Linked DNA regions of Mus musculus: region 1 is linked to region 2. A link is a contact called in public Hi-C data. All regions are on one chromosome and are shown on one strand. Each heading gives the region's core, a stretch centred on a gene start, on an enhancer-like site or on the middle of the called end of the contact. The rest is flanking DNA. Distances are from core to core; before and after follow the strand shown.

What was found. A called contact is a pair of places that touch in the nucleus more often than the background predicts.
Region 1: a contact with region 2 is called in a Hi-C map of liver, with 4 times the contacts expected there. The contact joins two enhancer-like sites. A contact is called at or near these places in 2 of 39 promoter capture datasets (embryonic stem cells and liver), 12 of 484 Hi-C or Micro-C datasets (8-cell embryo, the AML12 cell line, Sertoli cells and 6 more), 2 of 115 datasets of contacts at active chromatin or transcription factors (bone marrow-derived dendritic cells and trophoblast stem cells) and 2 of 9 other capture datasets (adipose tissue and liver).

Annotation. Positions count from the first base shown.
Region 1 is chr10:23,883,052-23,887,608 of GRCm38.p6, forward strand. No RefSeq gene overlaps it. Among named protein-coding and RNA genes, the nearest start is that of Vnn1, 9.4 kb to the right of the region's middle. Within about 2 kb of position 2,045, at least 9 of the 459 cell types and tissues checked have an H3K27ac peak or open chromatin away from gene starts, as enhancers often do. A contact at or near this core is called in liver, where this site is marked.
Region 2 is chr10:23,810,046-23,814,683 of GRCm38.p6, forward strand. Slc18b1 (solute carrier family 18, subfamily B, member 1) reads left to right here. Exons shown (of 14, transcript NM_183116.2): 6 at 744-900. Among named protein-coding and RNA genes, the nearest start is that of Slc18b1, 15 kb to the left of the region's middle. Within about 2 kb of position 2,261, at least 42 of the 459 cell types and tissues checked have an H3K27ac peak or open chromatin away from gene starts, as enhancers often do. A contact at or near this core is called in liver, where this site is marked.

The DNA of each region.
Region 1 (4,557 bases), core at 795-3,294, 73 kb after region 2:
GCTCTATCACTTTTCACATCATTTCCTTGGAGGCAGTCAGTTCCAGAGATCATTGTCTTCTTTTACAAGGATGGGGTTATATGAATGCATATGACCATCCTGTCGCAGGATTTTCCCTGTCCAATTACATTAGTGCAGAAGAGGTCTGTCATTGGACAGGGAAAGGGACACAGCACTAAGAGTTGCAGAGACAGGGAGCTTTCAGGGTAGGAGGAGAAGGAAGATGGCTGCGGACGGGAACATGCATGGCGTTTACCAGCCACATGCAGTTGTGGTATCGTAAGGTTAGATTTATTGGGATAAAGCTTTATCATTATCAATTAACTCTGAAATTATTGTATTTACATCTTATAAATTATGATATTATTGATACATAAATCTGTTTGGTTAATTAAGCTTTAAGAGTCCCGATTTTACCTGGTTACTGGGTATTGTGATATGTAACCGTGAGGTTGGCGGTTCCATTTAGTTACTGGGGTGTGGGATCATCGATGACATGGGTTTATGGCTGAGGAAGAACTAGTGGCTCCTGGGACAAGCAAGCCAGATGCTGCAGGTGCTAGCTGGCGAGAGTTGCTGGTGGCAGCAGGAGCGTGGGAGCGTGGTCCGGCCCGGCGGAGAGCTGGCAGGTTTGGGGCTGGCCTGGGCTACATGACACTTTGTTCCAAACGCAATAACAAAGAAGAACTGATAGGCTGAGTTAAGCAAGGGTCTACTTTCGGTAGATGCTATGTTTTGGGTATAAAATGCACCCCACCCCACCTTATGTGCTTTAACTCAGTTCTCAGCAGGCAGCAATGTTTTGGGTGGTTGTGGCACCATTAGGAGACAGGACATGGATAACTGGGTTCCATAATAGGACATTGGAAATGGGTGAGCCTTGAGGGTTACAGCCTTGGGGTACATTTCTAGCCTGAGCAATCTATGCTTTTTAGTCAGATGACATGTGAGCAAGTGGCCTCATGGGCCTGCCTCCTGACAGAAAACCTTATCTTCCCAGCTATGATAGCCTCTAAACAGGGAGCACAAGGAAAAGTGGCTAAAGAAACAGTAAATCACGTATCAGTAGCTGGCACCCAGTCTTTGGAAGGCAGAGGAGCCGAAAACAGGTTTTTCTGCCTGTGTGAGCTGGTGCTCAGGCCTTTATGTCTAGATTGAAGTCGACACCATGAACATTCAAGTTGTTAGGCCTTCAGACTATGTCTTTGTCCTTCATAGTCTCTAGCTGTTAGATAGTAGATCATGATCCTTCACAGTAGCCACAATTGTGTGGGCTACTATTTTATAAATAACTCCCCTTCTCTCTCTCTCTCTCTCTCTCTCTCTCTCTCTCTCTCTCTCTCTCTCTCTCTCTCTCTCTTTCTCTCTTTCTTCCATCCTTTTGACTTATTACTGCCTTAATTAGGGTTTCTATTGTGGTAAAGAGACACTGTGACCAAGGCAACTCTTACAAAGGACAATTAATTGAGGCTGCTTACAGTTCAGAGGTTCAGTCCATTATCACCATGGTGGGAAGCAAGGAGCTGAGAGTTCTACATCTTGATCCACAGGCAGCAGGAAGAGAGAGTGAACCACTGGGCCTGGCTTAAGCTTCTGAAACCTCAACATCTACCCCCTGAGATACACTTCCTCCAACAAGGCCACAATAATAATGCCACTCTCTGTGAGTCTGTGGGGGCCATTTTCATTTAAACCACCACAATTACTCTTCCTTCCTTCCCTCCCTCCCTCCCTTCCTCCTCTCATGAATCCTAATATACATAATTTATAAATATACAAGGTGAGTTTTGTATACACAAAGAGGCATTGACCTTAAAGAACAAGGGTATCAGGTAACTATGAATACTTTATGGTTAAGCAAGTTGTTCATAGCCTATAAGTTAGTAATAAAGAAACAAATTGTCCCTTTCAGAACCCTCTCTCTCTCTTTTTTTTTCTGAAGCTACTGTAGTCCAAATTTCCTGACTCCACTGAATCACAGCACTCAGGGATTTACTGTGGCTTGTGGTTGTTCAGAGCTTCCTGGCAGATACCTCACCTTTCCTCTAGTTACCTTTCGCTTGGTCCTGAGAGTCTATTTCCAGGTTGATCATTGATTAACTTAGGAAAGAGTTATTGGTTTTTTTGTTCAACTAAAAACAGATGACAGTTGAGGTTCACTGAATTCAGAGACACCTCTGATCCCTACAGAAAATGACAGAGAACTTTTAGACTTTCTTAAGTGTTTTTTTTTTCTTTTCATTCACTATCACTTACTTCAGTACCTAGAAGTCAGCAACCATTTGGGAAATAGAAAATGCTTTTTGGTATGTCAAGTCCCATTATTCTTCAGTTCTTTCTGCAGGAGCTATATGGTCCTCAGCTCTAAGCATAGCAGGAAACTAAGGCTTTGATTCCTTTTCAAATTCCTTTCTTGTGGATGCATGTGAGTTTCGTCTAGACTCCTTTGGGTCCTAGACAATTATCTGGAGTGAGTGCATCACAGTGATCTCAACTTCCTCAATATTGAGCAGCTTGTTACATACACAAAAATTGAAGACTACGTTAAACTCAGACCTTAGAATCATTTCTCAGCTGTTTTGTTTTGTTTTGTTTTGTTTTCGTATGGAAGTTTGAATAAAAATGACCTCCATATGGGCACAGAGCAGGTATAGCCTTATTGGAGGAGTTGTGGCCTTGATGGAGGAGGTGTGGCCTTGATGGAGGAGGTGTGGCCTTGATGGTGGAAGTAACTCCCTGGCTGTGGGCTTTGAGGTTTCAAAAGCCCAAGCCAGACCCAGTATCACTCTCTTCTTTCTGCCTGTGGAACCAGATGTCCAACTCTCAGCTACTTCTCCAGCACCATGTCTACCTGCATGACACCATGCTTTCTGCCTTGATGGTAATGGGCTAAGTAAATCTCTGAGCTGCAAGTTGGCCTCAACTAAATGTTTTCTTTTGTATGAGTTGCATGGTCACTTTGTCTCTTCACAGCAATAGAAACCCTAAGACAGTTGATTATTTTAGAAATAGTCTCACTACATAGGCCTAGATAGCTTAGAACTCACCATGGAGACCATCCCGGCCTTGGACTCATAGAAGCCAGCTTACCTCTGTCTCCCAAACACTGGGATTAAAAGTGTTCACCACCATGCCTCGCCTCATTTCTCAGCTCTTGCTCATCATGACAAAGCAACTGAAATCTTGAAACTACCTTGCCCCCACGACCAACACAGACACATATACCACAGTGAGGTTTATCTTGCACCACACCCTACCCCACTGCCAACATACACCACAGTTATGTTTACCTCTGCAACCCCACCCCACCCCCCTGCCAACACCAACACATGCAACACAGTTAGACTTTTCACTTTATTTATCATGACTTACAAATGAAGAGTTTTACCAGAAGTGATGGTTCATGTTTTTAATTTCAGCACTAGAAAGACAGTGGTGGTTGGATTTCTGTGAGTTCAAATCAGCCTGGTCTATCAGTGAGTTCCAGGGAAGCCAGAAGTACATAATGATGACCAGTTTCACCCCCTATACCTACCCCCCTGAGTCCAGCAAAACAAATAAAAAGAAAATTGTCAGGTGTCTTAGTCAGGGTTTCTATTCCTGCACAAACATCATGACCAAGAAGCAAGTTAGGGAGGAAAGGGTTTATTCAGCTTACACTTCCATACTGCTGTTCATCACCAAGGAAGTCAGGACTGGAACTCAAGCAGGTCAGAAAGCAGGAGCCAATGCAGAGGCCATGGAGGGATGTTCTTTACTGGCTTGCCTCCCCTGGCTTGCTCAGCCTGCTCTCTTATAGATCCCAAGACTACCAGCCCAGAGATGGTCCCACCCACAAGGGGCCTTTCCCCCTTGATCACTAATTGAGAAAATGCCTTACAGCTGGATCTCATGGAGGCATTTCCTCAACTGAAGCTCCTTTCTCTGTGATAACTCCAGCTGTGTCAAGTTGACACAAAACTAGCCAGTACAGTCAGGTCTAGTGGAAATTCCCCAAACTCTTATTTCTCCTAATTCCAAAGGCAGTCCACATATCCAGAAATGGGCTCAACCTAGACCATAGAGGACTTCTGGAGGTTAGATAAAAGCCAGCGTTTCCCCAGGGACTGTGAAGCTAGTTCCTCTCTACCAAACGGTCATTTTCCTTATCTCTGGCAGAAGGGACATATGGTGACCTTTGGTGCCTATTAGAATGTCAAACCTCATGCTGGTCTCTAGGCTCCCTCAGTATCTCAAATACTTGTTACTCATCTTAAACTCCATGTCATTTCTCACCTCCTCCCTTTCTCTAAACTCCCTCCAGCTCAGACGCTTCCTTGCCCCCAGCTACCCATCCTTCATATAACCCTGCTTTCTCTCTCTTTCTCTTCCTCTCCTATTGTGTTCTCTATCTCATGTTACTCTCCCCTTTCTCACAGATAGCCCTGGCTATATTCAGTCCTCCTCTTTCTCTCTCTGCTCTGGACTCTTCTGTTACCTTCCTCATATCTACAATAAAACCTTCCCCTTGGTGCTGGTTTGAATAGGAATGGCACCCATAGACTCATGTGTTTGAAC
Region 2 (4,638 bases), core at 1,011-3,510:
GAGGATACTGATTCCCTTTCTTAGCAGCCATTGGTTGCCTATAGTGCTCACCTGGGGATAAAGCTCTGTGAGATTTCTCCCATCCACGGGCACGTCAGTCAGTTAGTGTAGTCACTATGCTGGTCTTCCTCAGGTAACTGTATTGTTGGGATGTCATGGATGCAACTTCCCTGTCTCATGCAGAGGACACTCTCTCATCGCAGATGTCCTGGGCCTCTGGCTCTTTCCATCTTCTGCCCCTATTCCTTGGTGCTCCCTGAGACGTAGGTATATGGGTTGTAGTGCATGTATATCAGTTGGTGTTGAACACCCTGTGACCAGTTGTATTTTACATTTTGACCAGTTGTAGATTTCTGTAATGGGCTCCAGCAGCTTAGAAAAGAAACGTCTTTGATGAAAGGTGGGAGGTGCACTTCCCTGTGGATGTACGGACAAATATTTCAAATGTGGTTACAAACTATACTGCTTTAGGAAAATGGCAGTTACCAGGGTCTATTTCCATGTCTATGGCCTTACCAGCCACAGGGAGGCTAGCTAGGTTTACAGGACCAGGCATTTTGAGATGGGGTCTTACTATGCCACCCTTTCTGGCCTGGGACTCATAGACATCTACCTGCCTCTACTTCCCAAGTGCTGACATTAAAGGTCTGTGTCATCATGCCTGACACTAGTAATTCTTCATCTAAAATACATGAGCTAAATCCTCGTTTCATTTTTGTTTTTTGTTTTTTTTTTACTTTTAGGGAAGTCTTGAGGTTTTTTCTGGACTGGGGCTGGTAGCAGGCCCCCCTTTAGGTGGCCTTTTGTATCAATCCTTTGGCTACGAGGTACCCTTTATTTTTCTGGGGTGCATAGTCCTGCTGATGATACCACTCAACCTATACATTTTGCCTAGTTATGGTAAGTTCAAACTTAATACTCGCTTTAGACCTTTTATTTTATTTGTATGTCTTTGTAAAGGATACATTACGGTATGTTGGCTTTTAGTTAATGTAATCAATGATACCTCTTTTGCCACACCCTCAAAAACTGGCTCTCTTTCCTAAAACATGGGTAATTAATTCATGAGAACTTTTGCTTACAGAGGACTAGGGATAAAGCTCAATTAGCAGACTACTTGCATCAAGTCCTAGGTTTGCTCTCTAGCTCCACACAAAGAGAACGATGGTGGTGCTCATCTTTAAAGCACCTCAGCTATAGGGTGAGTTTACGGCCAGCCTAGGTTGCATGAGGCCCTATCTTCAAACAAACAAACAAACAAACAAATAAATAAATAAAAGCATATCACAAAAATTTCTAGGTTTTAGGAGGATCAAAATACTTAATTTCTCCTCACAAGCCATTGCCATTGGGCTGAACTAAATCACCAGAAACTGCTGTGGGCAACACATTTTGTCTACAAAGCAGTAAAAGCAAGGTGAGATCCCTATAAGTTCTAGGCCAATGTGGCTTTAGGTTCTTTTGTTGTTTTTTTTTTGGGGGGGGGTGGGGTGGGGGTGGGATGGGGTGGTTGAGACAGGGTTTCTCTGTGTAGCCCTGGCTGTCCTGGAACTCACTTTGTAGACCAGGATGGCCTTGAACTCATAAATCTGCCTGCCTCTGCCTCCCAAGTGCTGGGATTAAAGGCGTGTGTCACCACCCCCCCCCCCCCCCCCCCCCCCCCCCCCCGCTCGGCTTGTTGGTTTGTTTTTAATACGGTCTCACTATGTAGCCCTGCCCACCCTGGAACTCACACGCCCAGAGATCTTCCTGCCTCTACCTTTCCCAACTCTAGGTTCTAGGTCAACTTTGTGTACTTAGTGAGTTCCACGCCATCCTGGGCACAAAGTGACACGTTTGTTTTTCACTCCGTGAGTTTCTTTGAGATACATCTCAAACAAACTAAAACATTCAGTGTAGCCGGTCAAGGCCAATTATTCCTTCCCAGTGGGCCTTCTGCTTGTCTGGAGCAGTAATAGTTACAAGGACACAGTAAGATAATAGTTCCTGGCACAGTAAAGGAATCATTCCGGGTCAAAGTTTCCATCCCCACATAAATCACTAATCACAGTGATAAGCAGCTGCATACTGTCATGGTTAACTGATAGGAGCTAACCAGGGCAAGGAGCACAGAACACTTTGGGCCATCAGGTTCTTAGCTGTGGCTCATTGGTAGTTCCCTTTGGTCCAAATGAAACTTACTAGCCAGGTTATGTACATTGTAAGCATTGATTCTTAGTAGGGTAGTCAACTTGTATTCTTGCTAGGTTACTATGGGGAACTGGGGAGAACAGAGCCAGCGAGGCAATACCACAGTAAACCACAAGGTGGTGCTTATCCTCTTTGCAAGTGTAAGGAATCAGTTTTTTGTTTGTTTGTTTTGTTTTATGTTGTTTTCCCTTCGTTTAGCATCCTGGGCTATGTCCAGGTATGATGGCTAAACAGTCAGCAACAGACCTGGGGAGATGGGTCAGCAGTGAAGAGCATTGGATGCTCTTGTAGAGGACCTAGGCTCAATTCCCAGCAACTACATGGTGGCTCACAGCAGCCATCTGTAATGGAATCTGATGCCCTCCTTCTAGTGTGTGTCTGAAGACAGCTGCAGTGTCCTCATATACATAAAAAAAAAAAAAATCTCAAAAAAAAAAAAAGAAAGAAAAAGAAAAAAAGAAAAGAAAAGAAAGGGGTTAGATTCTCATGTAGCAAAAGGAAAAAAAAAACTCTTTATTACATTAGGAAATGAGAAAAGATAGCTAAGACAGGCTAATTAAAACTGGAATTTAAAAAAATCCCTAAGGTCGATAATATTAAGTTTGGAGTGTTCCTAAATAAGTGCACTCTTACAGTTATTGAAAGTTTTAATGCCATTGAAAGTTTTAGGATAGATGTTACAGGAAATCTCCAACCCAAATAAACCCACGCAAAGAAAACACGACTCAGTTAATATGAATAAAACTGCATGCCTAGATTGGGCAGATCTGCCGCTACACTACCATCTTCCTCATCTGTGAGACCCCTTATTTGCTTGTGGTTCCTCCAGGCCACGGGCTTCTGCTCCACTTTCCTTCCACCCCCTCTGTCGTCCTCTCTTCTCCCTCTCCTCCATCTCGCCCAAACTTTCAGCTCCACCTTCTCTTCTCCTGCCCAATCACAGGCTCTAGCCTTTGTTTTACAAATTAAGTAGGGGGGAGGACTCATTCGTGTCCTAAGCCCCTCCCTGGAGAGTGGAATTAGCATCAAAATACAAGCAGTCCCTGGGCCATCAGCAACTGTAATGAAGTTGTCTTTTGTTTTGACTTGTGAGCAGTTAGAATCCTGTGTTCAATACCTGCTGCTCATTCCTTCCACCCCCATGGCCCGCCATACTTAGGCTACTTAGCATTGTGTGTTAGGAGTCCTTGACCCATTTCCATATCTGCTCTCCAGTTGTTCCCTGATGTCCTGTTCTAACAGTCATGGCATGCCACGCCTCTCATTAAAACCCTCAACCTGAGAATCTGAGGAGCCTGCTTTACACCATGGTGACAGGAGGATCTATGGAGTTACACAATAGTCCCACCTCCTTTGTGGGCCACATACTACAAGACCAGAGCACACATCAAGCCCACTTCTACTAAGTTTTGATGTGTGCACACATACTTACGGTAAAGTTTAATTTAAAATTAGGCACAGTTAAGAGATTAACAATATGGGGCTGGTGTGATGGCTCAGCGGTTAAGAGTACTAGCTGCACTTGCAGAGGAACAGAGTTCAAGTCCCAGCATCCACATGGTGGTTCACAACCATCTGTAACTCAGCTCTCAGGACAGAGCATCCTCTTCCGGCCTCTGAAGCACCAGGAACACATGGCAGGTTCCTGGCACAGACGGACATACAGGCAAAACACCACATACACATTAAATAATTAAATAATTGTAAAAGGAGATTAGCAATAATAATGAAAGCATAAAACAAGTACGATTACTATAATTAAAGTTGTTTAAAATTTAGAAACTCGTTGTTTCTGGATTTTTCCAGTTATTATTGTTATTATTATATAATTTTTTTTTAAAGACAGGGTTTTTCTGTGCAGCCCTGGCCATCCTGGACCAGGCTGGATTTGAGTTCAGTGATGCACCTGCCTCTGCCTCTTGAGTGCTGGGATTAAAGGCTTGCACCACCACGCCCAGCCATCCTTTTATTTTAAAACTTAAAACAATCGGTACATTTTACTTATTTCATTTTCTGTGTGTGAGTTTTTGACTGTGTGCATGTCTGGTGCTCACAGAGGTCAGAAAGAAGGCATGTGGGCACTGGAAACTAAACCTCTGTCTTTTGTAGGAGCAGCTAGTGTTCTTTACTGAGCTATATATTATAACAGATAATGCTTTCTGTATACGCAAGAAATGTAACAGATTAAAACAAAAGGTTTTTTTATAATTAAAAAAATTTTTTTGATTTATTTATTTATTATATGTAAGTACACTGTAGCTGTCCTCAGATACTCCAGAAGAAGGCATCAGATTTCATTACAGATGGTTGTGAGCCACCATGTGGTTGCTGGGATTTGAACTCGGGACCTTTGGAAGAGCAGTCGGCACTCTTAACCACTAGCCATCTCACCAGCCCTTAAAATTATTTTTATTTTAATATTATATTATTTGTTGTTTTCTCTCTGTC